2 separate regions of the Mus musculus genome follow, and region 1 is linked to region 2. The links are chromatin contacts, called in public HiChIP or PLAC-seq maps. All regions are on one chromosome and are shown on one strand. Each heading gives the region's core, a stretch centred on a gene start, on an enhancer-like site or on the middle of the called end of the contact. The rest is flanking DNA. Distances are from core to core; before and after follow the strand shown.

Region 1 (4,018 bases), core at 851-3,350, 150 kb before region 2:
TCCTGGGGTTAATTTGTTTTCAGACAGTGTTCCATGCATCCCAGGCTGCTCTCAAACTCCATCGGGGGATCTTGGCTTTCTGATCCTCCTGCTTCCACATCTAGAGTGATGGGCTTGCATGTGAGTACCACCACACCCAGGTTTCGATGGTGCTGGGAACAGAACCCAGGACCTCCTGTGTGGTAGGCAAGCTCTCAATCAACTAAGCCACACCCTTCGGCTCCTCCTCCTCCTAAAATCTTAATCAGGAATCCTGACTTTTCATTTTTAATTTTTCATCAGGACACTCATTGCTAATCTCCTAGAGAGCCCTACTAGTAGTCAGATCACAAGGTAGACTTTCAAAATCAGAATTTTTGTGTCCCTCAGGTGGTTGGTGGCATTGTCCTGGCAATGCTCAGCCTTTGGTTGATGGTTTTTGTTGTTGTTTGTTTGTTGTTTTTGCTATAGATGAAGATTTCCAACTGCTCTGTTGGAATTTAGCTGCTGTTGTAACAGCCTAAAGAAGTAGGTAAACGGATACCCTGTCAGAAGAACAATAGCTCAGAGCAAGGGCTTCTGAGCTGTTCTTTGCATTTGCTGGCTGCCCTTCCTCCCCTGTAGTCAGCAGGGGAAGGGGGTGGGTGTTGGGAGTTGAGGGCTCACTGGGTGCTGAATTGCAACATGACCTAGCCTTCAGAACAGTAAAAAATAAATGGGTCCATCCAATAGCTGCCTGTGAGCATCCACTTCTGTGTTTGCCAGGCCCCAGCATAGCCTCACAAGAGACAGCTATATCAGGGTCCTTTCAGCAAAATCTTGCTGGCGTATGCAATGCTGTCTGCGTTTGGAGGCTGATTATGGGATGGGTCCCCAAGGTGCGGCAGTCTCTAGCCGGTCCATCCTTTGGTCTCAGCTCCAAACTTTGTCTCTGTAACTCCTTCCATGGGTGTGTTGTTCTCAATTCTAAGAAGGGGCAAAGTGTCCACACTTTGGTCTTCGTTCTTCTTACGTTTCATGTGTTTTGCAAATTGTATCTTGGGTATTTCAATGGAGGAGCTAGAGAAAGTACCCAAGGAGCTAAAGGGGTCTGCAACCCTATAGGTGGAACAACATTATGAACTAACCATTACTCCCAGAGCTCTTGTCTCTAGCTGCATACGTAGCAGAAGATGGCCTAGACAGCCATCACTGGGAAGAGAGGCCCCTTGGTCTTGCAAAATTTATATGCCCCAGTACAGTGGAATGCCAGGGCCAAGAAGTGGGAGTGGGTGGGCAGGGTATGGGGGGACTTTTGGGATAGCATTTGAAATGTAAATGAAGAAAATACTAATAAAAAATGGGAAAAAATAAACGGGTCTTCTTTATAAATTCCGCAGTCTATGCTATTCTAACAGGAAACAGACTGTGATGTAAAATAAGCATTTGGACTTTTCGGGGCAGGTAGTACGACTAGAACATCTCTTTCCCTAGGTAGGTTGTTAAGGTTTTGTCTTTTACTGTGTATTGTAATGCTAAGCTCAGGGGTGGGGGTGGGGCAAACGCTGGAGTTTGCACTTAGCCTCTGTGATACTGCCTCAAGTTAATTTTGATTGGTGGATAAAGACACTGGCAGCCAGTAGCTGGGCAGAAGAGAGATAGGCAGGGTTGAATTTTCAGGCTTGGGTCCGAGGGAGAACCGTGAGAAGAAAAAGACGCCACTATGGGATAGAAGAAGAATGTAGGGGAGAGGAGAAAGGAGAGCAGCCATGGGCCGAGGGACAAGAGAACATGGCCCACAGGGCTGCCCAATTAGAGCGAAGAGCAGCCCAGATGAAACATAGCAAGAGATAATGGGGTTACGGATAGAAAGTAGATTCTAACAACATGGAGGGCAGGTAGGTGCCCAGCTATTGTGCTGCTTAAGACATATTTTAAAAGGTAAAGGCTATGCGTATGTCTTTCATCCGAAAACATAAGTGGTCTAAGGCAGGAAGAAACCCCCACTCCGGGATTTTTTTAAATATTCATTACTACAGTAGGTCATAGAAACTCTCCATTCCCGACCTCTCTACACCTCCCATCTGGCTGCTATCACTACCTCCTTACGTACTCCCCACCCCCACACATCTTGGAGCTGAGCTTAAGGAATTTCTCTCAGCATAAATTATGTCAACAGAACCTCCTCATTCCAGAGGGTCCTGCCCCACACCCCGGTGGAAGAATGCCACCCAGAGACTGAGAAGAATCTGAACCAACTGGCTTTGCTGGGATCCGCACCCAGCTCAGTAGAGACAATGGCTGTGCATTGAAGTCTCCAGGAAAGGGCTCGAGGACAGGGGGTTCTGAGAGCCTTCGAACTGGCTCTGTGCACCCCAGGAGTCTCTGAATTCAGAAGCAAGGGAATCTCTGAGGCCTGTGAACCATCCAACTATGTTAGTTGGGTCCGGGGAGAGTGAAGGGAACTCATTTTGCAGCCACTGGGTAGAAAGAGCAGGTAGAAATAGCATGGCCCTGCATGGCTTTGAGATGAGGGACAATGTTGGGGACAACCAACACCTGCACCAACACCCCCATCCCACCCCCAAGAGGGCTCTGCTTATTCTGCTGGGAATGACATGTGACAGGACTTTTTTTTTTAAAAGGAAAAACAACAACAATAACTTGGTCTGTGCCTATTGCATAGTTTTCTTAAGCTCACATGTTGGTTGAGGAATTGGTATGGTTTGGATAAATGTTCTCCAAGCCCCATGTGTTAAATGAAGGCTTGGTCCCAGTCTGTGTTTAGGAGATGGCAGAATGAGAGGTTTTTTCTTTTTAGACCATTGGGGTTATGACCTCAAAAGAGACAGCAGGTCCCTGGTCCCTTCCTTTCTTTCTCTTTTGCTTTCAGGACACATGGAGTTAGCCACATACTCTCAACAATGTGGTTTTGACATACTACAGGCCCCCAAACATATACTGGTCAACCATTGAAGTCTCCAGAAATGTTGAGCCTAACTGACCCTTTCTCCTTATAAGTTGGTTGTTCCTGGAGTCTTGACAATAGCGGAAAGCTAAAATAAGAACACGTGTATTTATAAACCACAGTAAAGGAATGTTCTGTCTCAAAGTTGGGCCCTACAATGTGTCCCAAGCTGGTCTTGAACTCACAGCAGTCCTGCCTCAATCCCTTCAAGGCTGGACTTACAGCTATGAGATATTATATCTGGCCAAATGAAAAACAACTTTATTGGATAGTTCTGTATTCCGGGGAACCTCATGAGAGTGTCAATACTCTACTCCACTGTTCATCACGGAGGTGGGCATTCAGGGCCTTCTTTTGTTGTTATTTCACACACCACACACACACACACACACACACACACACACACACACACACACCTCTTTTCTGAGTTAGCCAGTTCCAGTTCAGAATTTCCTGAGTGACTGAGTTGCTAGTCTGTATAACTGGGAATAGGTGGGTGGCCTTGACCAGTTTGGGCTGTCCCCATGATTTCCTTCTGTCCGGCATGTCGTGGGCATGTGACCCCCTGGCTTCACCTGGCTTGTTAGGCTGTAATTATGACTGAGCATGTGGTAGAGGAACTGCTTCTGGGGTCCATCACATTCCCTTGCTCAGCAGATAGATCCTTCCATGCAACTCTGAAGAAAGAGCAATTTCCTCACTAACATACCTGCACAGTCTCTGTCTGAAGTCAGGGTATTGTGACAAGCTCCTGGGATTTCCTTCACATAAGGCATAAAGTTATCACAGGTTGATAAGGAAAGCCCTGGGCATAGGTATGAAGGCAGAAAAGACAGAAGGACAGATGCTGGAGGCTACAGTCCATCTGGCCTAGGGCATCCATGAAGAATGTAGAAGAATATCTTCCTTCCTGTCCCTCATGTTGGTATTGAACCCTTTCATTTAAGAGGGGGTGGAGGCTAAACTGGGTATGGCAATGCAAACCTCTAATTCCAGCACTGGAAAGTTGAGGCAGTGGGACCACGAGTTCCAGCCTGTTGTGAGATCCTGTCTCAAAACCACAAACAAAACAGAAGCTAAGTGCTCCTGGAT
Region 2 (3,566 bases), core at 716-3,215:
TTTTGATATGCAAATCTGATCATGTCATTTCCACACTTAAAATATTTTAATGGCTCCTCGCTGCCTAGAGTAACGTTCAAATTCTTTACCCCAAATTATAAGGTCATTCATAATGGAACATGGATGAAAGATTTATATCACTGCTCCCTGTGAGCCGACTTGCTGTCCTCTCCATACTCAGGCAAATTCTAAAGCAGGTCACCTGACCTAAGCTATGCAGCTGCTCAGGGCTCCGAGGGGCCTTGGAAGTAGAAGCTGAGAACATCTGATCTAACAAGTTGCTGAAGAACGAAGAGACAGGGCTCCGATCCCCTACTTCCAAATACAGTGGGACCTGACCCTTGGCTTTAGCTGCCCAGTAATTCCAGACAGCATTGCCACGTGGGTCCATGGCCTTGGAACATGGCCACAGAGAGACATCACTCTGGTTGGTGCCCACAGCTACCAAAGACAAATCAAAGCCATTGCTTGAAGAGCTTGTATAATTGCTTCAGATGTAGGTGAAGGCACAGGTGTGATTTCAAACTGTTCATAAACACAGCTTGTGTATCTAGACCCTACCCTTTCCTTTGGATAAAATAAACACAAGTTCCCTTTCTCAGGCATATATGATACCCACATTTAGATACCCTCTTTCTTCTTAATCTACCAGTTCTTATTCTGTATGTGCTTCATTAGTAGAGAAACTGAAGCCAGAGAGCTTAAGTAACAAGTACACACCAGGAGTTAGTGGAAGGGGCAGGGAAAGAAACTTGGGCTTCCCTGGTACTAAGCCTCAGCAAGTAACCACTGTATGACTAAGGCTCTTTAGAAAGGAAGCAGGTTGGGGGCTGGCTCAGTGGCTAAGTGCACTAGCTGCTTTTCCACAGGACCTGGGTTCAGTTCCCAGCACCCATATGACAACACATGACAATCTGAAATCCCAGTTCCAAAAGAATCCAGTCTGTGATTACTACACACATGGGGTACACAGGCATACATGCAGGCAAATACACATACACACAAAATAGATAAGTCCAATGAGAAAGGAAGCAGGTGTCTCAGGCAGGACTTTATGGAAGCGGAGTTTGAGTCAGAAATTCAGGCCCACATAATGGAGTAACTTTCGGGGACCTAGACTTGAGATGGGATTCCAACCAAAGGAATGTAACTGGGTAATGAATATGGAAAGCGGCTTTCTTGATTAGCTGATATTACGTAAGACTGTCATAGTGAACTGGGAAGAAGTGATTCTCCTGCTGGCCTGGAAGCAACAGCCAGCTGCTGCTGCTGCTGCTGCTCCTGCTCCTGCTCCTGCTCCTGCTCCTCCTTTTCCTTCTTCTTCTTCTCTTCTTCTTCCTCCTCCTCCTCCTTCTTCTTTTTTCATTTTTTTTCATTGGATATTTTCTTTATTTACATTTTAAATGTTATTCCCTTTCCCCATTCCACCCCCACCCCCCACCCCGTGGAAACCCCCTATCCCATCCTCCCTCCCCCTGCTTCTATGAGGGTGTTACTCCACCCACCCACTCCCACCTCCCCACCCTCGGTTCCCCTACACTGGGTCATCTATTGAGCCTTCATAGGACCAAGGACCTCTCCTCCTATTGATGACAAGGCCATCCTCTGCAACGTATGCAGCTGGAGCCATGTGTATGCCTTTGTTGATGGCTTAGTCCCTGGGAGCTCTTAGGGGACTGGTTGGTTGATATTGTTGTTCTTCCGGTGGGGTTGCAAACCTCTTCCAACTCCTTCGGTCCTTTCTCTTTTTTTTTTTTTTTTTTTTCGGTCCTTTCTCTAACTCCTCTATTGGGGACCCCGCGCTCAGTCCAGTGGTTGGCTGCGAGCATCTGGCTCTGTATTTGTACGGCTCTGGCAGGGCCTCTCAGGAGACAGCCATATCAGACTCCTTTCAGCATAACAGCCAGCTTCTTAAGGCCTCTGGAGAGGGTTCCATTGTGGTTAAGGAGGTATGGCATGCTCTTAGGGAGCGCCCTCTGCTGGCAGGAAGCAGTAAAATAGAAACCTCAGCCATTACAGGCACTAGGTCAGTACAGAGCAGGATGAAGGAGAGACAACTAGGGGGCAGGGTCTTCCTCTATCCACCCCTAGATTACAGTTCTGTGAAACCCTGTCTACCCATCCTTCGAAAGCGTAAGGCGACGGCTATGTAGCTTTTAGTCTACCAAGCCTATTAAGTTTGTTATTCTCAAGGGAAAATTAGCACGGGGTGACACCGAACACTGGGTTAGATCTGTGAATCGCGGGCTAATGAACATGTATGTATACTTAAATATATTCCAGAAACCCAAGGGCTATTATTATACCTGTAGGAAAAGGAATTAGAAAACTATTGTCTAGCATGGCACAATGAGTCTGCTGAGAATAACCTGTAATTAACTGCAGCCGAGTTCATTCTGGGATTCCTTACAAGGCTCCCCACACACACCATTTCCAGCCGGCGTGGACACCAGCATTCAGCTCAGAACAAGCTGCAACCACACTTTGGCTCTCTAATTTGTTAATAAAATCATCTATCTCCCATCTCCAATGATTGTGCTACTGTTTTATAGCATAATTATTCTGGCCCTGGATTTTAGTGGTAGGAAACGGCCCATGGCTTTTTTTTTTTGGATTGGTGTTGCATGTTCTATTGTGAGATTGTTAGTTGAGGCCAAGGGGAAGACAGTGGAGGCTTGGGGAAAACCAGTGTTTCAGAGCTCACAGATATCTAGAGGCAAGAGGGAGTGTCTTGAGGCAGACTCACATGGAGAAGCTACCCTAGGAGAATGGGATAAGGGGAAAGCTTGGCCGAAGCCTGCATTCTGACTTCCATGGATAAGGAAGGCAGGGCAGCAGGAAAATGTGTGACTGGCTAGCTGGATCACTGCACCAGCTCTGGACTGGAGGAGTGGCCCCCAGCTGCTCCTGGCACTAGGCTGGATCAGACAGGAATACCGTCCCCAGGTCCTATGTGCAGACAGGGAAGGTCACTCTGGGTGAAGCCGGTACATAGCAGAGATACAGCTGTACTCTGTGTCTTCTTTAAGAATGGGCAAGCCCTGACAGGACCACTGCCTCCCCAGACCCAGCAGAGGAGCATCACCACTTTCACAAACTTGAAAATGGCCTGTTGTTCAAAGGAAACACATTGCAAGCTCCCAGTTCAAACAAAGGTGGGCTGGCTGCATTTTAAATGCCTTCATCTCATTTCTCACTTAAAAAAAAAAATCCATAAAAACGACACTGGAGACAGTGGTCTGTGGTGGAGGTCTGGCCTGGCATGCACAGAGCCCTGGGTTCAACCCCCAGTAACACACACACACACACACACACACACACACACACATTTTAAATAAAATCTATAAAGATAATCAGATGTACATAGCATGAGTCTGAGGTCAGCTTGAAGATAAAATTCCTAAACTGTGTGAGGGAGCTCAGACAAACACACTGTGTCATCTAAAGGTGCAAAACCAAAATTAAATAATTTCGATTCTTTACAATTCCCACCTGCCAGTTAGTTGAGTTTGCTCCCTCCCTCTCCCCTCCCCCTCCCCTCCCCCTCCCCTCCCTCCCTCTCCCCT

What was found. HiChIP or PLAC-seq counts read pairs in DNA pulled down with a chosen protein or histone mark.
Region 1: an H3K27ac HiChIP or PLAC-seq map of epiblast stem cells shows a contact between it and region 2. The contact joins two enhancer-like sites. A contact is called at or near these places in 1 of 15 datasets of contacts at CTCF or cohesin (the NIH/3T3 cell line), 6 of 484 Hi-C or Micro-C datasets (embryonic stem cells and nephron progenitors), 11 of 115 datasets of contacts at active chromatin or transcription factors (embryonic stem cells, epiblast stem cells and pancreatic cancer cells) and 1 of 9 other capture datasets (embryonic stem cells).

Annotation. Positions count from the first base shown.
Region 1 is chr1:88,606,538-88,610,555 of GRCm38.p6, reverse strand. No RefSeq gene overlaps it. Among named protein-coding and RNA genes, the nearest start is that of Gm41912, 39 kb to the right of the region's middle. Within about 2 kb of position 2,100, at least 17 of the 459 cell types and tissues checked have an H3K27ac peak or open chromatin away from gene starts, as enhancers often do. A contact at or near this core is called in epiblast stem cells, where this site is marked.
Region 2 is chr1:88,455,295-88,458,860 of GRCm38.p6, reverse strand. All of the region lies in intron 1 of Gm29538 (predicted gene 29538), which reads left to right. Among named protein-coding and RNA genes, the nearest start is that of Gm28888, 3.1 kb to the left of the region's middle. Within about 2 kb of position 1,965, at least 25 of the 459 cell types and tissues checked have an H3K27ac peak or open chromatin away from gene starts, as enhancers often do. A contact at or near this core is called in epiblast stem cells, where this site is marked.